Regions from separate parts of the Mus musculus genome. Here region 1 is linked to region 2. The links are chromatin contacts, called in public HiChIP or PLAC-seq maps. All regions are on one chromosome and are shown on one strand. The core of a region is the stretch at or near the end of the contact, and the rest is flanking DNA. Distances in the headings are between cores, read along the strand shown.

What was found. HiChIP or PLAC-seq counts read pairs in DNA pulled down with a chosen protein or histone mark.
Region 1: a contact with region 2 is called in an H3K4me3 HiChIP or PLAC-seq map of bone marrow-derived macrophages, with 3 times the contacts expected there. The contact joins the enhancer-like site here to the promoter of Tlr4 in region 2. A contact is called at or near these places in 2 of 39 promoter capture datasets (the C10 cell line and macrophages), 1 of 15 datasets of contacts at CTCF or cohesin (the NIH/3T3 cell line), 4 of 484 Hi-C or Micro-C datasets (ECoMG-derived neutrophils, macrophages, myeloid progenitors and 1 more), 4 of 115 datasets of contacts at active chromatin or transcription factors (bone marrow-derived macrophages, embryonic fibroblasts and embryonic stem cells) and 3 of 9 other capture datasets (adipose tissue, bone marrow-derived macrophages and liver).

What each region holds. Positions count from the first base shown.
Region 1 is chr4:66,789,044-66,796,305 of GRCm38.p6, forward strand. No RefSeq gene overlaps it. Among named protein-coding and RNA genes, the nearest start is that of Tlr4, 35 kb to the right of the region's middle. Within about 2 kb of position 4,953, at least 5 of the 459 cell types and tissues checked have an H3K27ac peak or open chromatin away from gene starts, as enhancers often do. A contact at or near this core is called in bone marrow-derived macrophages, where this site is marked.
Region 2 is chr4:66,824,659-66,831,068 of GRCm38.p6, forward strand. Tlr4 (toll-like receptor 4) reads left to right here and starts at 2,893. Exons shown (of 3, transcript NM_021297.3): 1 at 2,893-3,263. The coding sequence starts at 3,174.

The DNA.
Region 1 (7,262 bases), core at 3,703-6,202, 34 kb before region 2:
CTGCTATGGTGATGACTGTCTAGATCTTGTACAGGTCTCATTTCGGGAATCACATCTGATGTTTGTTCATGAGGTAAACAATTCCATCATATCTAGAAGACACTATATTTTTCCTATTTCTGTCACCAATTTTTTAATTAAATATTATCTTCATTTACATTTCAAATGCTATCCCGAAAGTCCGTATACCCTACCCCCGCACTGCTCCCCAACCCACCCGCTCCCGCTTCTTGGCCCTGGCATTCTGCTGTACTGGGGCATATGACATTCGCAAGACCAAGGACCTCTCCTCCCATTAATAGCCAACTAGGCCATTCTCTGCTACATGTGCGGCTAGAAACACAAGCTCTGGGGGGCACTGGTTAGTTCATAATGTTGTTCCTCCTATAGGGTTGCCAACTCCTTTAGCGCCTTGGGTACTTTCTGTAGCTCCTTCATTAGGGGCCCCGTGTTCCATCCAATAGCTGACCATGAGCATCCACTTCTGTATTTGCCAGGCACTGGCATAGCCTCACAAGAGAGAACTATATCAGGGTCCTTTCAGCAAAATCTTTCTGGCATATGAAATAGTGTCTGCGTTTGGTGGTTGTATATGGGATGGATCCCCAGGTTGGGCAGTCTCTGGATGGTCCTTCCTTCCAACTCAGCTCCAAACTTCGTCTCTGTAGCTCCTTCCATGGGTATTTTGTTCCCCATTCTAAGAAGGAGCGAAGTATCTACACTTTCTGACCCCGATTTCTTGCTTTTACAATCTTTCTTCTCCCTTTCCAAGATATTATTCGGCTCTTGAATGAGAGAACATATAATATAAATACCCTACTTATAGTTGATACTCCATATATTATCTTTATGAAATAATCTTTTGTAATTCTTTTGAAATAAAAAATTGTGACCTATTTGAAACATTTTCTGTGAAAGTCATAATGTGCTTTATTTGATTATTTGACATTGACTTTGTAAGTATCTGATATAGTATGGCCTTTGTATCTTCTATCTTATCATCTTCTAATTGCTTTCATATATTGAACATCTTTTTTATGCATGCACTATGTTAAATAGTCCCATCGAGCATCTCACTGGTTCCTCATAAACGACATCCCACTGGGCCACTGAGATAAGATTTTGCCCCTCTTTTAAATAGTCCCATTTCAGCTGTTCTAACATTCTATATCACTACGGCACTGATTTTTGTCTGAGAGCCATCTTTTGCTTACATTTTAATTTTCTGCTTTTAATCCACAGAGTGTTGGGACTCATGAAGGTCACACTTCATAGAATCATGAATTAATAATGTCGTGATCCAAATGAAGAAGTTGAGGTTTGCTTGGAATAACCGTAGAAGAAAAAAGCAAAAACAAACAAACAAAATGAATGGATCGCTTTGATACCTAGTCTCTTAGAAGGTGCCACCATATTATGCATGCAGGGCAGGTTGAAGAAAGCCAAGGCTCCTACCAGCTCTTGTGGTTTTAACTTTATTTGGACTTGCTTGGTGTTTGTATAATATCCTTTTATTACAAAAATTTATAGTTGTCGGGAAAAAAGACACGTGCTTTGAATTTACAAATGTTGACACTGACAGGTAACAGAGAGGTAAGAGCTGATTGGAATTTAATGTGTCAGATCATTTAATTAATCTTTAAAAATTAATTTTAGATGCTCAGCAACATGTGAATGTAAGTGCATGTCATTTGTTTAAACTTCATATAGTATCAGAAATACATTTCCAAGTATTATTTGCATCTCCTGAGTACAATTTAAAGACTTTTGATAGACATTATTTAAACCTTTTGAAAATAACAGTTAAGCCTGATTTGATTGCTAATTAGAGAGCTTATCCAAGGGTAAGACACATCTTTTAAATTTCTAAAAAATTAATGAATGAAGAAAAAAGTCAATGTTTCTCAGTATTTCTTTGGAATTTTCTAGAATGTGTGGCATGAATAAACAGCTAGTAATCGAGGATGCTGAGTTTTTATTTTCCGAATCTTTTGTATATCTCATTCTTTCTAGGTTGGCAGACATCATTGTGACTAACAGTGAGATCTGTAAACAAACATCTCTATGGGGACTTTGAGTTTTAGGAAGAGACATACATAGCTATGGGTGGGGAAAACAATTATGCAACTTAGGTAATGGGAGTCTATTTTTCCTTTTATCCTTACCCATGCGAGGATAGTTTTTCAGTAGATAGTATGAATATTATCATAGGAAAAACACCACTATCCCCAGAGTTGTAATCCACCTCAGTACCCTGCAGTAGAGGAGAGTCAACATGTTTTAGATATAACAATAAATAAACCATATGAGTCTGTGAAAACTATTTCAGAAACGTCACTTCATCCTATGAGATTCTTTTCATCACCAACCCACAATTTACAATGTTTCTCTCTATTCCCTATAAGCATGACAGTATAGGTAAGAATTATAAATTATGGTGCTCTTTTCCTACAACTTGGTCACAGACTCCCCTGTGACCTTCAAGACACTATCGGTTGCCATTACAGATTTTGGATGCTCCTCAGAATTGGATAGTAAGAACTTGTTTTAGAAAATATCAACTCAACTGGCTACTCTCCTTTCTGGCTAGCCTTCATAGAACAGTGCTATGTGGAGCAGCTGGGAGATACTTTCTTTGGTAACAATGTATGTATGATCCCTACTCATACAGCCCCTCAGTCATAAACTTGTGAGCAACACTAATTGAATCAATGGGCCAACCAACATAAAACAGAAGAGAAGAAATTAAAACAAACAAAAACAAAAACAAAGGAAAAAAAGAAATGAGTAGTTGGCATTGAAATCGGGACAAGAAAGGCTTATGTGGGATAAATATTAGCAAAATAACACACACACATATACACATTCATATATAAGTTTATATAAGATATATACATATACATATTTGTATATATAGAGAGAATATATAGTGAATACCTGTAATATTTTTTGAGACATCCATGACTAGATATAATTAAAGATATATTATTATATATTACATTATGTCATATCATATTATATTATATTATATATACAACACACACACACACATATATATATACACACACACATACATATGTGTGTATCTATTTGTGTGTGTGTGTGTGTATGTGTTGAGAGAGGGTTAAGAAGGGACTTCTTTAAGCCCTGTCTACCTTGCTGGGCATTTGTACTTACATAGTACTTCAGGATCTCATCATACAGATCAAATGGCAGAGTGAAAATATTCCTCAGCAGGAAGCAGAAGAAGACTGACATATATAGCGGGCATGTAGAACATCTCAGAGCCATTTCACTTGCCGTTATAACTGTTTGTCAAACTGACCGTGAGAAGAAGAGAACTTCCTCCTAAAATTCTGGATACATAATTCTAGTTATGTTCCCACATTAACTTCTAAATTTTACTCATAAAAGAGGCAGTGATGGACCTATGACTTTCTCTCAGATGCCTGAATCAATGTAGACTTCATTAGGGGCTGAGGAAGTAGATTGAATACCTTTATATTTAGGAAGACCCCCAATTTGCACTAAAGTAATTATAAGATAAGCTATAAGCTTATTTGCTGCCATATTGTATTACTAGAAAAGTTACCAATTCTTCTTCGAAACTTTATTTAGACCCGTCTTGCAGATATAAGCTTTTGTTGGAGCAAACACAATGAAAAAGCAAAAGTTCTTGGTAGACTGTCAAATGCTATATATAAAGGAGATGTTAGTTCTAGCTAAAGAATTTTTACCAAGTTTTGTCTGATATTTGAGGGAATATAAGTGAGAACCCAGCACTGAGAAACCACATTTAGAAAGCAACATTCCACTCTTCACACCCTTCCTCAGTAGCCTGGCATAGGTGATCTGGATACTCTAATACTTGGCTACTGATTTTGATTGATTTTGTCACTTAGAGTTTTATTGAAGTTATGAAAAAATCCTCTTTTAGTGGCAGTTTACCCATCTCGTTTGGTAGTCTCAGAAAAAAAAAAAGTGTATTTCTTGGGCTCAGTTTATTAACTTTTTAATCTGAGCTGAAAGTTTGAATATATTTCCTGTAAAGATATTCATAGTTTGAATAAATGATGTCATGATTTAGCATGGAAGTAGTTTAATTCTCCAATTTATTAGAACGGTGTATACTAATAATGTTAGAACTGAAAGGAAAGCCTGATGACTGGCTACTCATTTGCTCATTTATTATTAGATTCTTTTCTGGAACTTAGATCGGAACCTAGGATCTCATTCATCCTAGACATGAACTCCAGTATCGATCCATATGTCCAGCTCTTATTCTAGCTGTGATCCTGTGCTGCGGCATCCCATGTAACAGTAATTACCGCATTCTTTCAGGGTGTTCAAAGTCCTTGGTTCTTTTACCCTTCATTAAATACCTTCACGTGGTAGGCACCAGGGAACAGATCAGGGAGATACAGATGCAACATGAAGACTGTCACTCTGTAATACTTCAAAATTTAGAACCATGTTAGACAGTTACTAAATTCCACATACTGATGTTCTGTGCAGGGAGCTCCAAGAATGCAGGTTGCATGACTCACCTCCGTGCTTGAGTGAGACTTTTGGAGAAGTAGCTGTCTTTGAGTCATTTCTGCTCAGGGAAGCAATTTCAACAAACTCATTGGTTCACTAAGCTAGACTTGAATGGGTTTATTTTTTTGTGCCTGTCCTTACTACTCTTTCTAGGGTGGATAGATCTATAGCCATATCTCCCCAGAAAAATGTCACACAAAACCATGATTGAATGCAATTTCTACAAGTTTTATAGTGGTAAGTTAAGTGCAGTGCAACACTATAGAGAGATAAGACTTCTATTATTATTTTTATTACTATTACTACTACTATTATTTAATCTTTTTCACAGTTCAGTCATTATCCCCCACCCCATTCACCCTCCAACAGTCCCTCATCCAATTTTTTTCCCACATCTTCAAGACTGTGTTCCCACTCCACCTCCCCACGCCTTGGGGCCTCAAGTATCTGGAGGGTTAGGTGAGAGATGGGACTTCTTATGGGAGTGGGTGAGTTTTTTAAAGGAATGATCTCACAGAAAGATGAGATGCACATATTTTGCTTAATATTTATCATGTGGTCTCCTTCCATCTTCCAACACGGAAAGGCACAGAAAGAAGAGACCTTTTTGTCAGTCCAGACAGCTCACTCAGTCATGAACTTTGTAGTTTCAACCCTGAAGGAAATAAATTTCTATAATCTTTATAATTTACCCTGTTTCAAGAATTTTGTGACAGTGGCATAAAACCAGCTGAACACATTTGCAAACTTCATGTTCCTTCTCCACAAGTGAGACAACGAAAATACCTTCCTTCTAAGGAGTTTGACAGAGGATGAAAGGCAGTCAGCTGTATGAAGCTATTACTGCAGTACTTGGCAGAAAATACATTTTGAAAACCCTACTTCTCCTAATGACTCAGACCTGATCCTGCTTGGGAAGAATTCTGGCCTTATGTTGACTCTGACATGTGGTATCTATTTGATCCAAGTATCTGCTTCTGCTCCATATAATAAAAGTAATGATAGCTATCATAGGGCTTGGGGAGAAGGCTGACATTTATTTACATTTAGATCATGCATCTGTGTCATCTCCTTTTATGCACCACAAAATGTTCTCGCTGTAGGAGAATCATCAGCGAATGAGAGTGACATATTACATGTAAAGGTTTCTGGCAGAAAGGAGAAACTTAAATGCATGCTAACCTCATGGTGCCAGTAATTACAGCAGATCTGCTCTTTCCTATCAATCAAACTTGCTTATGAAAAAATAATATAAATACAACTTATTAAAATTACTATTATTTCCTATACAAGGCATATTTGTCCTGTTGTACACTCGTGCATTTAATACACTGGAACTACAGATGCGTATTGCAGGTTACAGACAACCATTGGAACAAATTTTGAAATTTTCAGACATTTGAATGTATTTTGGCTTCTAGGGGACATTGCTCTTGACTGCAACACTAGTCTTTGAATTTACAGTTAACAAAAACTGAGTAGAAATCAGACCTTTGTCCCTGCAAATACTTTTACTTTTGTCTATGGTGATGCTAAATTGATAATGATTTATGTATTGGCTGGTTTTGTTTGTGTCTTAGTCAGGGTTTCTATTCCTGCACAAATATGACCAAGAAGCAAGTTGGGGAGGAAAGGGTTTATTCAGCTTATGATTCCATACTGCTGTTCATCACCAAAGGAAGTCAGGACTGGAACTCAAGCAGGTCAGAAAGCAGGAGCTGATGCAGAGGCCATGGAGGGATGTTCTTTACTGGCTTGCTTCCCTGACTTGCTCAGCCTGCTCTCTTATAGAACCCAAGACTACCAGCCCAGAGATGGTCCCACCCACAAGGGGCCTTTCCCCCTTGATCACTAATTGTGAAAATGCCTTACAGTTGTATCTCATGGAGGCATTTCCTCAACTGAAGCTCCTTTCTCTGTGATAACTCCAGCTGTGTCAAGTTGACACAAAACTAGCCAGTGCAGTGTGTCTACTTGACACAAGCTGGAGTTATCACAGAGAAAGGAATCTCCCTTGAGCAAATGCCTCCATGAGATCCAGTGTATCATTTTCTCAATTAGTGATCAAGTGGGGAGGGCCTCTTGTGGATGGTACCATCTCTGGGCTGGTGGTCTTGGGTTCTATAAGAGAGCAGGCTGAGCAAGCCAGGGGAAGCAAGCCAATAAGTAACATCCCTCCATGGCCTCTGCATCAGCTTCTGCTTCCTGACCTGCTTGAGTTCCAGTCCTGACTTCCTTGGTGATGGACAGCAGTATGGAAGTGTAAGCTGAATAAATCCTTTTCTCCCCAACTTGCGTCTTGGTCATGATATTCGTCAGGAATAGAAACATTACATCAAATATTTCCTTTAGTTGACTTCTTGCAATTCATTTTTAGGGAAAATAATAGCAATACTTTGGTTCTAAATACTACTTTATTGATTTAAGCAGCAGCACCAGCAACTATGGTACCCATTTCTTTCTTAGATTCTTCAAATTCCTAGTATGGCATAGAAGATATGTGTAATAGTTTGTAAGAAGTATGTTATTAGGAACCAGCTCACTAGACTACTACTTGCAGAAGGGATGTATCTCAGTTGGGTATGAGTGCCTTAATTCTTTAGCTGAGCCACCTACAGCTCTGCTGTGCCCCAGGTGAAGCTTATGTGGAACATTCAGGTTGTGAACATTGTTTGGCTGACTCCTCATTTAACATACAATCACATATGGTAATATGACTTGCA
Region 2 (6,410 bases), core at 1,643-4,142:
TGGCCGACTGGGCCATCTTTTGATACATATGCAGCTAGAGACAAGAGCTCTGGGGTACTGGTTAGTTCATAATGTTGTTCTACCTATAGGGTTGTAGATCCCTTTAGCTCCTTGGGTACTTTCTCTAGCTCCTCCATTGGGGACCCTGTGATCCATCCAATAGCTGACTGTGAGCATCCACTTCTGTGTTTGCTAGGCCCCGGAATAGTCTCACAAGAGACAGCTATATCTGGTCCTTCTCAGGGAAGGCTGGCGATCTAAGCACTATTACTATTGCAGCAAAGACATACTCTACTTGGTATGCATTACAGACATTGATTGGAGGATGAGGGGGGTTAGGAAAGTTAAGATTTCAGAAGATGACAGTCTAGATTCTTTAAGTCTATTTTACAATGTTTTTCTCTAGCCTAGGCCAAGAGACATAGTCAGTGAGGAATTTCATTTTAGAATTATTTTACATTTGAAGTTTCTAGAATTTGGCACAATTTCTAAATGTGTAGTGAGATAAATGGATGAGGAAGGGATTAACTTTAAAAAGCTAGATTTTGATTTTGTCCTTTAATTCATTGATTGCTTGTTTGTGTCTGTCATATCCCCATGTATGTACTTAGATTTATGTATCTGCATGTGAAGGATAGGAGGATTTCGGTGTCTTACTGTGACTTTGTACTTTATTCCCTAGGAAGAGGGTCTCTTACTGAACTTGTATGTAGACTTGTGGCCAAGAAGCTCCACAGAGCCCCTGGAAAGGAGTAGCTGAGAGAATTCTAACCTGATTGATGGTGATCTAGACTTTTGCAGCTTTGTTGTAGCTAAAATACATTTGAGGTTCTTATGACACACCTTGGGGGTATCGACTGGACTAGTGATGTTTATCCTTCTATTCATCAGAAACTTATATGAACTTGCTTTTCCTCAGGCATGGCTCTAACAGCTTTACAACTACTCTTTGAGGAAGTATGATTATCCTTATATTGCCCACATTTTATTTTTATAATTGCCATAGTTGTCTTTTATGGGATATAATGAGGATCTGTGCTATGATTAATTTAATTCAACCACACAAGATAGATAATCTTCTATTTATTTAAAGATTTTTCTTTTTATTTTCATTCATGTATGAGTGTTTACCTACATATTTGTATGACTATCACATGCAGTGTCCATGCGAGTCAGAGGAGAGAAATAGATTCCCTGGAATTAGAGTTACAGATGGTTGTGGGATAGCATATGGGTGCTGGGAAGCAAACCCCTTTCTTTCAGAAGAGCAGAAATGACTCTTAATTGATGAGCTATCTTCCCAACTCTATACCTTCATTCTCATAGTAGCAAATGGAGAACTGGCTTGTATAGCTTGACTGCTGTCATGCATCTTTTTTTTTTTTTTTCTCTTCAGAGGCAGATGGATCTTTGAATCAGAACAATGAAGGGACCCAGTCTCTCCATGGAAGTGGAGACTGTACATAATTTTGCAGGGGGCTTGGGTTTTATATGGTGAAAAGGGGGATTTGGGGATAGAAGTTTCATAATGCAGGTCAGTTCTCCTGAAGTCTCAGTGGAGGTTGGAGGTTGCTGGTATTTTCATCTTCTTATCAGAAGCTTCCCTGGGAAGCTACCACATGCCAGCAGTCCACAGATGATCCAAGCAGAATCACATAGCCTTCTAAGTGTATGTATTCTAAATATTAGTATTTAGATATGTCAAATAATGTAAATATGTAAAGAAGGAGGGAGGTAAAAACTGTTCTCAGGTTTACAGGGCTGAAAATGAGGCTCAGGAAATAAAATCATTTGGACAAGGTGATCTGGTGTTTAGTCATCTGACCTGACCTTTACTTCAGCAACTTCTGATTCCCTTCACTACTTCTTCACTAGCAGTGTCACATGTAGAATTATGTACTGTTCCCTAAAATTCATAGGCTGTGCCTGTTTCTGTGACTGCAATTTAAAAATTCATCTCCCAGTGCCATGTCCTATGACTTGAATTTAATGAGATAATTAAAGTAAACTAATGTCTTATGGGTCTGCCTTAATACAATATAACTGATTATTTTAAAAAAAGAGGTCAGGGGCCAGGGAGATATCTCAGTTGATAAAATGTTTCAAATTCATGAAGACCTGCAGATCCTCAGTAACAGCATTTAAAAAAATGAAATAAATAAACAAATAAAAAGCAAACATCGTAAAAAAACAACATCACAAACAACAAAAACCCGAATGCTGATATCTATAATTCCAGCACTGGGAAAAGGCTAGCTACAGGTGGGAGATCTCAAAACTTAACTGATCAGTCAGTATAGCCAAGGAATCAGTACCAGGTTCAGTTAGAGACCTCGGCTCCAAAACAATGGTGGAGCCTCTTGAGTTTCTCCCACAGCTCACGAGCCTGCTCCTATCTTTCCTGAACGTTCTCCTTTTAATAATAAACACTATGATCCTGTTTCCAATAATAAATAGTAATTAATAATAAAAGAAGATTGAGAACTGAGAACTGCAGAAGGCACTCAATAGTGAACTCTGGCTTTTACACACACACACACACACACACACACACACACACACACACACACACACACACACACACACGAAATATACATCCCCCCCGTGAACGAATGAACACGTACACACATAGGTAAAAGAAAGCATCATGACACAAGACACGGCAACTGATGATATCTTCATCCTGGGTTTTAATCTCTAGCATTGTGAGAAAATATGTTCCTCTAGTCTGAAACATCCAGTCCCTAATACTGTGCTCTGGGAGACTTGGGAGTCTAACTGAAGCAGTAAGCATCCTCTGTTGAAAATAAAGAAGGAATGAGGATGTTGCTCCACGCCAGTTCCCTGCCTTCACCAAGCCCAGAGGTCAGATGACTTCCTGGGATGAAAGCCAGCTTCCTCTTGCTGTTCCTCCAGTCGGTCAGCAAACGCCTTCTTCCTGTTCTAGTCTTCAGTCTTCTAACTTCCCTCCTGCGACGGGGCAGATCGATTCTAGAACAAAACCAAAAGTGAGAATGCTAAGGTTGGCACTCTCACTTCCTCTTTGAATATAGTACTTGCAGAGGGGCACCCACTGGGAGGGAAGAGGCAGGTGTCCCAGGGACTCTGCGCTGCCACCAGTTACAGATCGTCATGTTCTCTCATGGCCTCCACTGGTTGCAGAAAATGCCAGGATGATGCCTCCCTGGCTCCTGGCTAGGACTCTGATCATGGCACTGTTCTTCTCCTGCCTGACACCAGGAAGCTTGAATCCCTGCATAGAGGTATGTGTCTTGATCGCATGTGATCACACCCTTTCCTGCTAGCCTGCCTTGTTTCTCAAAACTATCCACAGCTCAGAGCTCCCTGTGTGTGCTCTGCTTAGTTTATTTTGCACGAAGGAGTTAAACTAACCAAAAACTTGAGAAGCCTTGGCAACAAAAAGCCTCAGTGTTAACACAGGGCAGGAACAGGCAGCCAGGGGTGTCTTGTTTCATTTAAGGCGTCTGAGTCATGATTTAGGGACTTGAAATTAGTAAAACTAGTTTATAGTCATTGTTCTGTGACATACCTGAGAGTCGTTAAAGAACTTACTGAACGTCTCTGAGGCCAGTATTCACGGGACGAAAGCATGACTGTAATCACTGAAAAATGTAAGTAGGCTGTAATTTCAGGGCTTTCTGTGGGAACTCTGGCCACTCAGCTTTTAGCGGTCATTCCTTCCCTTTCCAAATCAAGTGAAGGTAGCTGTGTCTTTTCTGCTGCTTTCGAAGCATCTTTGAGATGCTTTGAGTGGTAGCTCAGCAGGTAAGGTCAGTGGCTGCCAAGCCTGATGAAAATCTGAGTTCAAGCCTCAAGCCTCACAAGTTAGAGGCAGGGAATCTCCTCCTTTAAGATGTCTTCTCACTTGCAAGTGTCTGCCTTGGCAGGTGTGTATATGCATGAGCACACACACAAATGAATAAAGGGAACAATTGTCTTAAATGAAAGAATTTCTATTAAAAAATAAAACAACAAAACACACAAAAACACAAAGACTTTTCTAAGTGATTTTAGTATTCTGCAACTAATTCTAGGAGATAAAGAAATGGGAGGGGTGAGGGAAGGAGAGGGACAGAGCAACTTAAAACATCAATTAGTTACTGCTAAGGCAGTAACTCCCGTTTTGGTCGAATACTGAGTCGTGAGTAATCTGACCCATGACTCATTCTTGTTTTCCTCCTGCACAGACCACGCAATTATCTTAGAAGCTCACAATAGAACTGAGCAAACAAGGAAGGAATTCGGGGTGAGGTAGGCTCAGAAGCTCAAAACTGGTTCAATGAGTTAAGATACATGACATTCACATGGGGAAAAATACTGTTAATTTTAAAAAGTTATAATCACAGTATCTTGCTTTCTGATTCCTCAGTTATGTTGGCAGAGATGGAATTTCCAATCAGTGCTACACTGAGATAAAATCCCGTTGCTCTTGGTGTCTGGTGTGCTTTGTCAACTCTCAAAGCTTGCTTGTTCCTTCTGTAAGCCAGGTCTCAGGGCCCTTGGCCTTGTCTTCAGGAGTGATTCCTGACTGGTTTCCTAGTTCATATTCCTTTCTATACCCACACACAGTTTCTTCTTTATTTGTTGTTATTGGTCCAGGGGCTTAGATTTATCAAACTACTCCTTTATACTCTTAATAACTCTTTGGAACCATGATGGTTGCTTCATCCTACAGGGCCTTAGCACTGCCTAAGCTAACTACACACACCATCATCCCTCACCTAGGTCAAGGCTCACCATGCTAAAATTATGGAATCCCTGTATATAGTTTAAAACTTCACTGTTGATCAAATTGAAAAATTAAGAATAAATGCATCAAATTAGTTTCAATGATTTTTATGCAATTAAATATAGTTATGATGCGTGAAATATAATAAAAGCATCCCACACTAACACTGGCTAAGCACTAGCCTCAGGTCTGTCTCCAGCCCTATGGACAGGCCGAGGAGAACATGTTCTTTCCTTTAGCCAGGGTCTGTCTCACCCATGCCTGCTCTGTGTCTCCAGAGCTCTGAAATTGCTCTTTTCACCAGGCTCCATAAGTTACCATGGCTGGCTGATGCCAAGCACGCCCCACATTTCCAAATTCCTGCAGCTGGCTGGGGTGTACTTTTTTTTTATTAGATATTTTCTTTATATACATTTCAAATGCCACCCTGAAAGTTCCCTATACCCTCCCCCCACCCTGCTCCCCTATCCACCCAGTCCCACTTCTTGGCCCTGGCGTTTCCCTGTACTGGAGCATAAAAAGTTTGGGCCTCTCTTCCCAGTGATGGCTGATTAGGCCATCTTCTGCTACATATGCAGCTAGAGATACGAGCTCTGGGGGTACTGGTTAGTTCATTTTGGCTGGGGTGTACTCTTGCACACCACACTCTACCACCATACTTTTCTCTGGAGCCCAGTTGAGTTGCCATGTGAAGGAAAACACAACACACACTTGGTCTACAATCAACAGGTAACACAATGTTGGGTGCAGAACCTAGCATCCTAATTTTTTTTTATTAGATATTTTCTTAATTTACATTTCAAATGCTATCCTCACAGCCCCCTATACCCTCCCCTCTGCCCTGCTCCCCAACCTACCCACTCCTGCTTCCTGGCTCTGCCATTCCCCTGTACTGTTTTTGTAAACTAATCTATGTTAAAAATCCTCCGACTCAGGAGCCTCTTGTTCTTGTGGAGACTTGAGGACCCAGGATAGGGGAACACTAGGCTGTTAAGGCAGGAGTGGGTGTGAGGGTGAGGGAGCACCCTCATAGAGGTAGGGGGGTGGGGGACGGCGAGGGGGTAGGGGGCTTGTGGAGGGAAAACTGGGAAGGGGGATAACATTTGAAATGTAAATGAGTAAAATAACCAAAAAACAAACAAACAAAATCCTCAGGTGGCAGATCTTGGAGGATCCACCACTTGAATTGACAGCCTCCGACTATCTGCAATGTGCCTCTAATGCTCTCAGCCATCCACAAAGAGACCTTCCTTACTCCTGCCTCCCTCTTCCTCTTCCTCTTCCCGACTCGGAAGTCCCACCTACTCATCTAGTGATTGGTTTCCTGTAATGTTTATTAGGGGGAAATCCTACCACATAGTTAAGCAATTACGAAGATACCTTATGTTCAATTTTTGATACAGGAAATTAGACATTCAGCAACATTTTTGTTTTACTGGACATTTTGATTTCTCCTATGCGTGTTTCATATTTCATAGCTATGTGTGGCTTATAGCTGCAGTACTCTAATGTGGAGCTTTGATTTCAGGATTATCTTTTTCATTTTATGTAGATTTCTCTGTGAATGTCTCCTCAGGTTGATTTTTCTTGATTGCCTCATGTACATTTTCCCCTTTACCCTCTCCATATGCTCTTTCATTGATCATATCATTTTGTATGT